Regions from separate parts of the Sus scrofa genome. Here all the other regions are linked to region 2. Evidence: chromatin contacts called from public Hi-C and HiChIP or PLAC-seq data. All regions are on one chromosome and are shown on one strand. Each heading gives the region's core, a stretch centred on a gene start, on an enhancer-like site or on the middle of the called end of the contact. The rest is flanking DNA. Distances are from core to core; before and after follow the strand shown.

The links. Hi-C and Micro-C count contacts between places; a contact is called where the count stands out from the background. HiChIP or PLAC-seq counts read pairs in DNA pulled down with a chosen protein or histone mark.
Region 1: an H3K27ac HiChIP or PLAC-seq map of alveolar macrophages shows a contact between it and region 2. The contact joins the promoter of MYBL2 here to the promoter of SRSF6 in region 2. A contact is called at or near these places in 1 of 5 promoter capture datasets (fetal liver), 7 of 47 Hi-C or Micro-C datasets (alveolar macrophages, blood, heart right ventricle and 2 more) and 1 of 2 datasets of contacts at active chromatin or transcription factors (alveolar macrophages).
Region 3: a Hi-C map of retroperitoneal adipose tissue shows a contact between it and region 2, with 1.7 times the contacts expected there. The contact joins the enhancer-like site here to the promoter of SRSF6 in region 2. A contact is called at or near these places in 2 of 5 promoter capture datasets (fetal liver and liver), 6 of 47 Hi-C or Micro-C datasets (alveolar macrophages, embryonic fibroblasts, liver and 3 more) and 1 of 2 datasets of contacts at active chromatin or transcription factors (alveolar macrophages).

What each region holds. Positions count from the first base shown.
Region 1 is chr17:46,253,460-46,257,964 of Sscrofa11.1, forward strand. It overlaps MYBL2 (MYB proto-oncogene like 2), which reads left to right and starts at 2,786. Exons shown (of 14, transcript NM_001244469.1): 1 at 2,786-3,014. The coding sequence starts at 2,995.
Region 2 is chr17:46,117,491-46,122,130 of Sscrofa11.1, forward strand. SRSF6 (serine and arginine rich splicing factor 6) reads left to right here and starts at 2,122. Exons shown (of 6, transcript NM_001077217.1): 1 at 2,122-2,228; 2 at 2,453-2,601; 3 at 3,895-4,019; 4 at 4,165-4,373; 5 at 4,502-4,585. The coding sequence starts at 2,122. LOC100520338 (a long non-coding RNA gene) reads right to left here and starts at 1,424. Exons shown (of 7, transcript XR_297849.3): 1 at 1,246-1,424.
Region 3 is chr17:46,277,769-46,281,941 of Sscrofa11.1, forward strand. It overlaps MYBL2 (MYB proto-oncogene like 2), which reads left to right. Exons shown (of 14, transcript NM_001244469.1): 8 at 1-192; 9 at 2,452-2,591. Among named protein-coding and RNA genes, the nearest start is that of GTSF1L, 18 kb to the right of the region's middle. Within about 2 kb of position 1,848, at least 4 of the 83 cell types and tissues checked have an H3K27ac peak or open chromatin away from gene starts, as enhancers often do. A contact at or near this core is called in retroperitoneal adipose tissue, where this site is marked.

The sequences.
Region 1 (4,505 bases), core at 1,536-4,035, 140 kb after region 2:
CTGGGATGCCGAAAAGCAGGATACTGGTCCTAGAGAGTTAAAGATGCATGTCAAAGCAATAATTTCAATAAGCCAGGACTCTTTTCCCGTACATAGAAAAGTGCTAAATGCAGTAACTTGAGGTGTCTGATTTTCGTACTTTTTTCTGGCCATGCCCATGTCATGCAGAAGGTCCTGGGCCAAGGATGGAAACTGTGCCACAGCTGCTGTGACCTGATCTATAACAATGACAACACCGGATCCTTAACCCACTGTGCCACCAACGGGACTCCTAATTAGCAGTAATTGTTTGATGTTCTGACTACCTGTTTGTTTTACTTGATTTGTCTTTTTTTTTTTTCCCCCAAAACACCTGTCTCCACCCTTACGTTTTGGAAAGTCTCTCAGAGCTTTTTGAGAGGCTGTATCCCAGGCTTAAATCCTCAGTGAGTCTGCTTTTAGATTGTGCTTTTTTTTTTCCCCCAGTCAACAAGTGTGTTGGTCAGCTGGTCCCAGCAACTGGAGACAGCTGCTTCCAGTCTCTTGCTTTGGGCAAACACCTTGCTGCCAGATCCTGTGTTTCTCTTGAAATGGAACTAATAATCAATGTCAGAGTGTGTGCTTTGTGCAAAGCAGCTTCCTAGACCTCAAAGGACAAGCATGAGAGCAGCTGCAGAGTTAAAATAATGATGATGGATAATAATGATAATAACTAAAAGTAATGTAGTATTTATTATGTGCCAAGGATTGTTCTCATTGGTTTACATGTATTAATTTATTGAATCCTACAACCACCCCCACAAAGTCAGTACCAATGTAGTGATTAAGGGCATAGACTGTAGGACTTGACAGGCCAGGTTTGAATCTCTGCTTTGCCATTTACTAGCAATGTGACCTGGGGGAGGTCTGTCTCAGTGTCCCCATCTCCCAAAAGAAGATCAGACTAATACTACCTCATAGGGTTGTTATGAGGATTAAATGAATAAAAATTTATAAAGCATGCCGAATAGTGGGTGGCACATAGTAAAAGTTATCTAAGTTTTTGATAAATCTCATTAAAAAAAAATTTTTGGCCATGTTTGCAACACGCACAAGTTCCCAGGCCAGGGATCAAAACTTCAACACAGTGGTGACTTGAACCACAGCAGTAAAAACCCCAGGTCCTTAACCTGCTGAGCCACCAGGGAACTCTGATAAATCTCATTCTTATAGGTGAGGAAACTGAGGCACAGAGGAGTTGAATGATTTGCCTATAGGTGTTCCCGTCGTGGTGCAGCAGAAACAAATGTGACGAGGAACCATGAGGTTTAGGGTTCGATCCCTGGCCTCCCTCAGTGGGTTAAGGATCCGGCATTGCCATGAGCTGTGGTGTAGGTCACAGATGAGGCTCGGATCTGGCGTGGCTGTGGCTGTGGCAGAGGCCGGCAGCTACAGCTCGGATTCGACCCCTAGCCTGGGACCCTCATATGCCGTGGGTGCAGCCCTAAAAAGACCGGAAAAAAAAAATTGCCTATGATCACACAACCAGTAAATGATGGAGCTGGGAATCAAACCCTAGGAAACCTGGCTATAGAGTCTGTACTCTTAATTATTATGCTCTAGCAATGAAGAGGGGGTGTCTACCTGAATTACTTTATGGGGGGGAAGCCCTGAATTAATTGATATGGAAGCTTCTAACATGTAAGATGTCAGTGTTCCTCTGTGGTAAATGAGGTTTGCAGCAGCTGGCTGGACTGTCCCTAAGTGGCCAGAAGTTTCTGGAAGAGAGATCTGAGGCATAAGCCATGGCTAAGAGGCTGAGGGTCAGCAAGATCCCCCAAGGCTCCTGGCTCATACTTCATTTACCTTCCTCTCGGCACTCCTTCATAATGTGCCGTGAAACTCAGGAGGTAAACTGTAAGTGGCAACTTAAAATGGAAAATCCTGGCTAAGCCTCTAGGAGTTTAAGCATGTGGTAAAGGGAATTCAATACAACAGCTAAATTCTGGGCACTGGGGATACTGTTGTGAGTTGAGGGACCACTTGGATCTTGGCAAGCCCATAGTTCAAACTGGGAAACACAGAAGCCAACAAGCAGATTGTAACCAAGGACCTAAGGATAAACAGGAACTAGTCAGGTGAGAGGAGTGGGAAGTGTTCCTGGCCCAAGCAAAGGCCAGGAGGCTAGCAAGTTTTCTTTGGTTTGGGGCAGGGTGGTGATCTGGTGGAATTCTATAAGCCTGATTATGGAGTGTTTTACCCTGAGGGAGAGGACTGAATTTATACATTCTGGAGAGGCAAGATCAGGTTTGGGAGGCTCTCTTTGAGCTGCCAGGAGTCCAGGTGAGGAGCTGGAACCATTGAATTCGAAGCCGGATTGGAAGCAGGGAGATGGTTCCACGGTGCAGCCTTGGTCTTGGTGGGGTGAGGGGCCTCTTTGGGGTGGGGGCTGTAGGGATGCAGGACAGGCTTGGATTAACGCTGGGGTTTTCCTACAGGCCATCTCCCTCGCCTCACTCTCCCATCCTTGGGGCTCACTTCTCAGTCTTTCCTCCAGGGTCTCCGGGATCACTCTGGTCTCAGGCCAGGCCTCAAATCATCTGACTGCGGGTTCAGAGCCTAACCCACACCCTCCCTGTCCTGGGGCTTCCGTGATCTGCCTAGAGCACTGTCCTCCCGCCCTCGGCCCCGCCCCTGAGCAGCCCCCGCCCTCAGCCCCGCCCCACGCGCAACCCGCGGCCCCGCCCTCCCGTCCGCTGGCCCCGCCCACGCGCACGCCAGCCCGCCCGCGCGCCAGGCCCGGGCGGCGCCGACGCGCTTGGCGGGAGATAGAAAAGTTCTTCTGTGCGCGCCGGCGGCGGCGGCGGCGGTCGCAGCCACTTCGAGCCGCAGCGGGACCTCCGGCCACGCTGACGCATCGCATCACGGCCTCGGGGCCAGGAGCGGCCGGAGCAGCTCGTACATTGACCCCGGCCCGGCTCCCGCTCCGGGCTCAGCCGGCGGGCGGGCGAGCGCGGCGCGGCCCGGGCCGGGGGGATGTCTCGGCGGACGCGCGGGTGAGCGGAGCCGGGCTGCTGAGGGCCCCTCCCCCCTCCCCAGACCCCATCTCCCTTCACCCCGACCTCTGTCCCCACCCCCACCTTCGTCGTGGCCCTTCTGGGCTGGTCCGCGGTAGGGTTGGCAGGAAACGCAGCGTTCTGGGTCGCCTGACGCGAGGGCGCGCGTGAAGCCGAGGGTCTCTCCGCGGCCCCTCACTCTGCCACCCGGGCCTGCTGGGCCTCGGAGCCGGGGCGGGCAGGTCTCCTGGGACCCGGGCCAAGCCTTGCATGATGTCATTTTGTCTCCCGCCTAATTGCGGGATGGGGGTGGGACGGCGGTGTCAGCCGGCCTTTACCGAGGAGAGAGGCGACCTGTGGAGAAGTGATTCTCCAAGTGGAAGCGAGCGGGAGGCCAAAGGTTGAAAGACACTTGTCGTTCCAGCCTTTGGGGGTTCGGATCTGCCGGTGGGCATTTCTTAATGTTCTGGGAAGCACAGAGCGCCTCGAGCTCTCTCCCTCGACCTGGGAAGGATGCTGGGGTGGGGAGGGACTCTTTTGTCCTCCGCCACCTGGGTTCCGGGCCCCAACTCGGTTTAGTTTCGGAGACCTGCCTTCCAGTTACACATGAGTTTGGGGCCGCTGGGGTTGAGAGCGAGGGTAAAAGAGACTGATGTGTGTGGAGCCCGCTCTGAGCCAGCAGCCCCCAGAGCCGAGGCAAGAACTGCGGTCTCCATTTTACGTATCCCTCCAAGAGATTGAGTGGCAGAGGCAAGCCAGGATCCACGTCTGGGGGCTCCAGGTCCCTGTCGTACACCTCTGCGCCCGGTGCCTGGGCTCTGGGCTTCTCACCCAGTCTGGGAGTCGTGGAAGACCACGGGGTTCTGCCCTGCTCCCTCCCTGGATTCGTGCAGCCCAAATAACCATACCCCCCCCACCCCCACCCCCACCCCAACCCCCGCAGATGGTGTTGGCCTCTCAGGCCCAGCCCATAGAGAAGTAATGGTTACTGGCTTTCCCCAGAGTTCCTCTCAGCGAGGAAGCATCTGGTCCCTGGGCAGTGGTCAGGCTCCGGGTGTGTCTTCCTCAGGCCACGATTTCCCAGGGCAGCTCTAATTCCCAGGAGTTGTTGTTTTATGGGCAGGTACTTGTGTCAGGCCCTGTCCTGATTTCTGGTTCAGGAAGTGTTACTCCAGGCAACAGCAAAGCCCTGGACAGCCCCACCTCAGTCCTCTGCCACTTCTCCCTTGGGGCTCAGTGGAGGATCCCCCCCTCTCCCAGGTGAGGGATGGATTCTGCACCCTGGAACCCCACAGCATTCAGTTTGATTCCCGGCCACTCGCCGTAACCCTCCAATGCACCAGTGCTCTACTTCCTGCTCAGCTTCTGACTCACCCCACCTGGAGCAGAGCCCAGCACATGGAAGGGAGGGCACAGAGAGGCTGTGTTGGACCGACCCGTGCTTGCCCCCACTGACTTAGCCTCTGCTTTTCCGACTGGGGTTGCAACACG
Region 2 (4,640 bases), core at 872-3,371:
CCTTTGGTTTCTGATTAATACATGTAAAAATATCCAATAGCTTGAAAACCACAAGTGTGCCCAGCTCTAGGCTGTACTTTACAATCTGGGCAATTACAGATTTGAAGTTATTAACTCTCTTCTGGGTCAGATTGAGGCTCCTCTCTCTGGCTGAAAGACTCCTGCAGTTACCTTTCAAAAGTACTGATTTTATCTGCCATCATGTCTAAAGACACTTCAGACACTGCCACAGAGTCTAAAGAAATGAGATAGATCCCATGCTGCATTCATCTTTTCTCCTTTGACTTTTTCTTCCAAAATGTCAACAGAGGTGAGTGAGATTATCAGCAAGAGTCCACAGAATGTGGATGGCCCAACAGTCCCTTCAATAATGATATCTGAGAGTACCAAATATTATCATCGCTATTCAAATTTTTTGTTAAGAGTAGCCACTGGGCTCTGGAGAAAGAGGTGAGAGAGCGCCGAAATGGCATCAGTTGCATTTTTCTTTCTGGACAAATGAACTGCAAGGAGAGAGGAGGTGACACCCCATTCCCCATATGCATCTTTAGTAAGTAGCCCCATTACCTTCCCCAAAGGAATGTTCAGAGTAGCATTTCCTGGTTCACCTCTTGCCAATAGTGAATTTTAACAAACTTTAAAATATTGACAGTTCGAAGGGTGAAAAAAAATGTTATCCCATTGTTAATCCTCCTTTCCCTAATTATCACGACCCACTAATTTTTTTTAAAGATCTATCAATACGTTTTATTCACCTAACTTTAAGCTGAGCGTAGCCTCTACCACTAGCCGCCAGTTATTAACACTCCCCCTCCCCCCGTCGTCACAACTGTCAGACCCCCTGACTTTGCCAAATGTCCCCCGGGGGGCAAAACTGCCACCTTCCAACTAGAAGCTGTAGAGTGCAAGGCTGCCTTGCTCCCGAAGCGCTGGAATATACAGAAATACGTACACAGCCAGTATTATCGCGGCAACGCCCTTTCCCCTCAGCTAGTGTGACACAACGCCCTCGGGCTCTTTTCTCCACCTCTCCAGGCACTCCTTCCCCTTACTTAAGTTCCAAGACGACGCCAGGGTCTTCTGCTCTCCACTTAAACTTTACTCCTGGTTTTCATCTAATTCGCCAGCTTTAACTGGCAACTCTAGTGGTAAACTCCAAAATGTGCGTGTTTTTGCGGTATAGATAATGGGAAGGGATCGCGTTGGGACTACGGCCTCTCCACACGGGGGAGAAAATGAGCGTACCTCTGTGGGAAGGTTGCCAGGTCTTGCTCAACTTTCTGGGCCGGAGGCCTTGGCCCGCCTCCCTTTTCCAGCACCCGCAGCGAGCCGGGGGGGTTGCCATGCACACCTCAATCTACAGGTGACTCCAGGTGACGGTGCTCCAAGAAAGACCCCCTGGAAGGACAGGTGGCCGTAAAAGGAGGCGGTGAAGTGGGACCACGAGGGATAGAAGCCAGCAGTACCGTGCGCTCCCGACCGCGTCACCACGACCTCAGAGCGCTAACTTCGGATTCTGTGGAAATAGGCAGCTAACCGTGTGGAGAACGCCTTCTACACTAGGCAGAGCGCAAGCTGAGCGATCCATAGGGGAAATTTGCAGCCTCGTTCCCAAAACCAATCAGAGACCAGGGAGGCCTATAGTGACAACCTCGATAACCAATGAAAAGAGGGATTTTCCTAGCCGGCCTCCCAAGCGCGAGTCCCGGAGAGAACTCACAGAGGAAGTTTTTTTTAAGGTACAGATTAGAAAACAAGTCCTTGACTGGACGACGGGATACGACGTCTACAAAGATGTGTGGAGAAAGTTCGGTGAGCGAATAGAACCGCACTTCCCTGAAACTTGGAGCGCGGAGGTCCCGCAAGTCACTCTCGCGCTCCGCGCTTCAGCGCGGGAGGGTACGTGCTGCGCGTTGACGTCACGCGCCGGGCCCCGCCCCTGGCCGCTCGCCCTTATAGCGTAGCCCAGGCGCGCGCGCACCATTGTGTGGCTGGACTCGGCCGCCACTGCGGTGTGAGGCGCGTGTCCGGGCTTTTGCCGTCCCCGCACCCGCACCGCGGCTTCTGCCTTGCGGTTCGTCGTTCGACAGCCAGCCCTCGGGCCCCTCGCCCGCCACGGACATGCCGCGCGTCTACATAGGACGCCTGAGCTACAACGTCCGGGAGAAGGACATCCAGCGCTTTTTCAGCGGCTATGGCCGCCTTCTCGAAATTGACCTTAAAAATGGGTGAGTCGGAGGCTGGGCGCCCGCGTCCGCCCGCAGCGCCGCGGGCCTACGGCGGCAGGGCCCATCGGAGGGAGGAGACGGCCAAGGCCGCGGTGCCGCGTGGCAGGGCCGCCAAGATGGCGGCCGCGCGGGGCCGCGGGAGCGCGCGAGGAGCGGGAGCAGCGCGCGTGCGCGCCCCCGGCCTAACGACGTCCGCCGGTCTCCGGCCCTCGCGCCGCCCTCAGGTACGGCTTCGTGGAGTTCGAGGACTCCCGCGACGCCGACGACGCCGTTTACGAGCTGAACGGCAAGGAGCTCTGCGGCGAGCGCGTGATCGTGGAGCACGCCCGGGGCCCGCGCCGCGATCGCGACGGCTACAGCTACGGAAGCCGCAGTGAGTCCCACCCCCGCGCGCTCCGTGTCCTTGGGACCCCGGGGGCGGGTGCAGGCTTAGGGGGGCGGGGTGGGGCCTCCCAGCCGGGCAGGCGCGTTGGCCCGGGTCGCTTGACTCGGGTGTCCCCGGGGCCCGCTGCCTTCACGCCTGCCCGGGAAAGCCACGGGACGCCGGAGCGCGGGGATTGGGTGGTGGGTTTTGCCTAGCGGGAGTTTGTGTGTTTGGGGGCGGGAGTTGCTTAGTCGGGAGGGGGTAACGTGTGCTGGGCCCCTGTCAGCACTGTCGTGGGCTCTGCCTACGGAGGAAGCGAGGGTTGGCTGTACTTGTATCTCCCTCGCTTACCTGTCAGTGCATTAGGTAGAAATGTGAATGATTTAGCATGGAGGTTTGGGGACAGGCTGGGGTGGAGGTGGGGTTGGGGGCGGGGGAAGGGGTGGAGTTTGAAGCTTAGGACTTAAAGTTATTAAAATTGGCAGGGGCCAAAGAAAATGTTATTTTGACGTAATGTGGTATTGTACCACAAAGTAGATCTAAATGAGCTTTATGCTATATTTGAACTAGTTGGGGCATGTTATGGGGAGGAGGTGGGGGGATTTTGGTTATGTTAAATGTTTGATGTTGAAATTGTTGCATGTTGAATTCAAACTTTTTAACAAGTCCTTGATGTTTCAATTTGAAAGTGACCAATGGGGCTGAGGCTGTGTCCACTGAGGCTAAGATGACTGCCTTTCCTGATTGGCCTTGGCTTTTCCATACATTGTGTGACCCTTGCCCTATGACCCTTTGGCTGACCTTACCGGAAGCCATGACGACAGCAGCCTTTTGCCATTAGACGCAGGGTGATGGTGAGGATTCCGAGGGTTAGACAAAACTGGTTAATCTGAACTAGGTGACTGTTACCTTGCGTGTTTTGTGGCCAAACCACCACCAAAAACCTCACACTGTGATGTAAGTACTTAGTGTAACTAGTAAACATTTTTGTAAAATGTAGAAATGCATGTAATCAGTTAAGTTTTATATTTTACAATGTTCTGTAAAATAAAACTTAGCGAGGTAAATTGAATAAAGGAGCAGTCACTCTCTAACAGATTGTAGGAGAAGTTTAGTTGGATTTAGTCTATTTGACTTGCCCTTAATTTAATTTATGGCAAATCACAACTGTATCGAAGGTTTAGCAATATAATAGCAAAGTCCTACTCCAGTAAATAAAAGTTAATATGTTTGTACTAACTTTCAAAAACTATGCATCCCTATCATTACAAAACACCTAATTGTTCTCTTCATGTGATAAAGGTGGTGGAGGTGGATACAGCAGTCGGAGAACCTCTGGCAGAGACAAATACGGACCACCTGTACGCACAGAATTCAGGCTTATTGTAGAAAATCTTTCTAGTCGTTGCAGTTGGCAGGATTTAAAGGTAAGTGCTATAACTTAAAGGTGGTATGACTAATGTTTAGAAGGTAGGCTTTTGTATTGCTCTTTCATTTCTGAGAATCAAATATAGCACATAGATCTTTTTTCCTTTAGATTTCTGAGTCTGACCGGTCTTACTGCTCTTTTAGGATTTCATGAGGCAAGCAGGTGAAGTAACCTATGCGGATGCTCACAAAGAACGCACAAACGAAGGCGTCATTGAGTTTCGCTCCTACTCTGACATGAAGCGTGCTTTAGATAAGCTGGATGGTACAGAAATCAATGGGAGAAATATCAGACTCATTGAAGATAAACCGCGAACAAGCCATAGGCGGTCTTACTCTGGAAGCAGATCAAGGTAACTTGTTGAAGGGTATGGAGGGGGGGAATATTAGTTTCTTTTGGTACACCGTATTGGAAGTTGTACAAATATTCATGTCGAGATGTCTTGGGATGAAGATTTATCCTATTTCCTGTTACATGTAGGTCACGATCTAGAAGAAGGTCACGAAGTAGGAGTCGTAGGAGTAGCCGCAGTAGATCTCGAAGTATCTCGAAAAGTCGCTCCCGGTAAATGTGTCCTTGAGTGTTTTTCTGAATAACATACTTTGTTTCATAGAGCACT
Region 3 (4,173 bases), core at 598-3,097, 160 kb after region 2:
ATCTCCCCCAGCACTGACGTGGGGGGCTCGGGCCTTGGCACGCCGCCCTCAGTGCTCAAGCGGCAGAAGAAGAGGCGTGTCGCCCTGTCCCCCGTCACCGAGAACAGCGCCAGCCTGTCCTTCCTGGACTCCTGCAACAGCCTCACCCCGAAGAGCACACCCGTCAAGACCCTGCCCTTCTCGCCCTCCCAGGTGTGTGGACCCTACCCCAACTGTTCACTGGGCGCCGGTGACAGTGCCCCAGGGCCCCTACGTGCTGGTTTAGAGTCTGCTCTGTGTGAGGCCCTGGGCCCAGTGCTGCAGACGCAGGAGAGGAAAAACAGGCCTGGCCCTGCCCTTATGCAGCTTACCTGCTGATAGGAAGATGAGTTAGGAAAAAAGGATCCACATGAACATGACAAAGGGAGTGAAGGAGGCTTGTGGTACATTAGCTGCATCTGGGGGGGGGGGTGTGTCCCCGGGAGTGTGTCAGCCAGGATGTGTGTCCACAGGAGTGTGTCAGCCAGGATGTGTGTCCACAGGAGTGTGTCAGCCAGGAAGGGCCCTGTGAGCAGGAGGGGGTGCTGGCGCCAGGGGCGGGGGATAACTGGGCCAGAAGGGAGGAGGACGGCGCATGTGTAAGAATGGGTTGCTGAGCACCGATATCATAGCCCATATGCCAGCCCCGCGGAACGAAGGGCCCGTGGCCCAGCCCTGCCCTGGAGAGGATGGCTGGTTCGGGGAACGTGGCAGGTGGGAAAGCAGTTACTGCCTTGAGAGCGCCTTGTGTTGAGTACTACCCAGGCGCTGCTTGTGGTAGACACAGTGTTGAGGGGACCCCGTCTTTCCTAGAGTGGGGAGGCACTCAGTGGTGTCTCAGCTGGGGGTTGTTGGTCCATTGATGGACTTGAATAAAGGCATAGAGTCAGGGGAGAGTAGAGTGTGGTGTGAAGTCCAGAGCTAGGAGTGATGGGTGGGGGGACTGGGGGAGCAGGGCTAGGGTCAGGATGGGGGCCAGGAGGAATGATGGATCGGGAGGCCGGGGGCGGTGGGGGGGGGATGGACCAGGGGCCTTGGAGGGTCTTAGATACAGCCTGGGCAAGTAGAATGCACTGCACTGCGGGCCATAGGGGCGGTTGGACTGGAGGAATGGCTCTCCCTCCTCTGAGGACAGGAGAAAGTGAGGCCCAGGAGTTCCCTGGTGGCTCAGCAAGTTAAGGACTTGTCACAACTGTGGCTTGGGTTCGATCCCTAGCCCAGGAACTTCCATGTACTACAGGCGTGGCCAGAAAACAAAGAGAAAGTGAGGCCCAGAGGTGGCACGTTTCCAGGGGCCACCCCTCATCTGCTGTTGAGGGACTGAGGCCAGGCCCACGTGTCAGGCTGTCTGTCTGTGGTGTGTCTGTAAGGGCCCTGCATTAGTTTGCTAGGGCTGCCGTGACAAAGTATGATACACAGGGTGGCTGAAACAATGGACTTATTTTCCTAATTCCAGAGGCTGGAAGCCCAAGATGGAGGTGTGGTCAGGGAGGGTTCTTCTCCTGCCTCTCGGGCTTCTCCATGGTGGTCTCCTTGCTGTGTCTTCCCACGGTCTTCCCACAGGGTCTGCATTCCTGACCTCTTGCTCTTATAATCTCTCGCCTTCTTTGATCAGCTTCTAAGGACACCAGTCTTCCTGGGTCAGGGCCCACCCATGTGACCTCGTTTTACCGTGATCACCTCTCTAAAGGCCCCACCTCCAAATATGGGCACAGCCTGAGGTACCGGGGGTTAGGGTGTCAGCATGTGACTTTGGGAAGAGCACACTTCAGCCCACAGTGGGCCTCATGGGAGGGCTGCTATCTGGAGAGAGAAGAAAGCCAGGTCAGAGCTGCCCAGACAGCAGCCCAGGGTGTGGGAGTGCAGCTGCCCTGCTCAGGAAGCCCATCAAGGGCATTGGGCCTGAGGGCTGCAGGTGGCCCCGCGCGTCCAAGGGCACTTTCAGGGCAGAGGTGGTCCTCAGACTTGGCTCAGAGCTGGGTTGGAGTCCCTCCTCTAGCATCCAGGGCCAGAATCCAAACCTTACAGAATCCAAATCTGTAAAAGGGGAATCATAATAGTATGGACATCTCAGAGGATCTGTGAAAACTACGTGAGATTCTCACTGTGCATTGCTTTGCTCTGGCGTGAGAAGGTGTGTCTGTTAATGTCACCGCCTCCATCATCATCAACCCCTGTCTGTCACGGATCACATAAGAGCTATTTTTTTCCTTCTGAAAAGGAGCTGGTCTCAACCAGCCGTCTTTGCCTTAAGTACGTCTGTCAGTAGCACGTGGGGGTGGGAGGTGGACTTCCTGCAAAGGGAGGATGGTGATGCCAGGCCCGGGGTCTACTCAGCCCTGCTGCTGGACTGTCCTGGCCTTTGCTCTCTAGTGCCTGCTGGCTGGGAGTTCTTAGGTCATCACGTTGTCTTGTTTCCTGTTTTCCTGGCAGTTTCTGAACTTCTGGAACAAACAGGACACACTGGAGCTGGAAAGCCCGTCGCTGACGTCCACCCCCGTGTGCAGCCAGAAAGTGGTAGTCACTACACCGCTGCACCGGGACAAGACACCCCTGCACCAGAAACACGCCGCGTGAGTGCCGGGCCGGCCCCTCCCCCAGCGTGGCCAGCCTGGGGGAGACTCTGGGGAGGGACACCTTGGAAAAACACCTGCGACTGTCTCAAGAAGGCAGCCTCCTCCTGGTCCCCATTCCTCTTCACTTTTGTCAGCATCGGCTGATGCTTCACCTTTGTTTGTTTTTTTGTTTGTTTGTTTTTGGCCACCTAGTGCAGCGGTTTCATGTGGGATCTCAGTTCCCAGACCAGGGATTGAACCTCAGGGGTGAAAGTGCTGAGTCCTAACCACTAGACCACCAGGGAATTTCCCCATTTTTATTTCTTTAATTTGATGGTTTTCTGATCTCAGAAAGGGAGGGTTGACCTTGCCATGAAAGATGTGATTTCTGCATCCTTTATAAGTTTCATGTGCAGAGCCACTGTGTTCGAGGGGCCCATGTGAAGGACACAAGGGCCCCTGGTTCTCTCTGTCTCTGGTGCTTCATCAGGAGGGATGGTCGTGCCCCTGGCTTTTGAGCTTAGGAAGCACACACTTCACCTTCAAGCCTGTGCAGGTTGCTCACCTGTGAGCTTCTGTGGAGGTGCTTTCACAATAAGTTGACTTCTTGTGTCATATGACTCTTGAATTCCAGGGTAGAGGGAGTTGCTTAACTGCTCTTCTGCTTGTTACATCTGCTGGGGAGAAGCACTGCTATTTCTGTTTCACCAGTTAAGTTGTAACTCAGGAATCAGTTTAGGAATGTCTTTTTTTTTTTTTTTTTTTTTCCTGTCTTTTATAGAGCCACACCTGTGGCACATAGAAGTTCCCAGGCTAGGGGTCAAATCAGAGCTGTAGCTGCTGGCCTGCACCACAGCTCACAGCAGTGCCGGATCCTTAACCCACTGAGTGAGGCCAGAGATCGAACCTGCATCCTTATGGATGCTAGTCAGATTCATTTCTACTGAGCCACGACAGGAACTCCTCAGCTCAGGAATTATAGTCTTTGTAATGATTTACATGATTTCAGAAAAAAATGTCAGAATCCTTTCATCAGAAATCAGCCTCTTGGAGTTCCCGTGATGGCACAGTGGAAACGAATCTGACTAGGAACCATGAGGTTGCGGGTTTGATCCCTGGCCTCGCTCAGTGGGTTAAGGATCCAGTGTTACCTTGAGCTGTGGTGTAGGTTGCAGACGAGGCTCGGATCTGGCGTTTGCTGTGGCTGTGGTGTAGGCCGGCAGCAACAGCTCCGATTAGACCCCTAGCCTGGGAACCTCCATATGCCATGGGTGCGGCCCTAGAAAAAGACCAAAAAAAAAAAAAAAAAAAAAAAAGAAATCAGCCTCTCAATGGTTGGTCTAAAATTTACCATAAGTAGGTTTCATGAGAAATGATTCTCTATTCAAGCCAAAATCCTGGACGTTAAATCTAAGCTCTTAAAGAGTTAAAACCACAAAAGGAGTGAATACCTCTCTTTCCCCTACCTTCTCCTCCATATTCCTAATCCGCTGCTGCTGCATCAGCCTCTGTGGGTTCTCCCACACTAAGAAGCAGTCCCAGTGCTCTTTGTTCCTCTGTAGATGCACATCGTTCCTTCTGTCTGAAGATCACGCTTTTA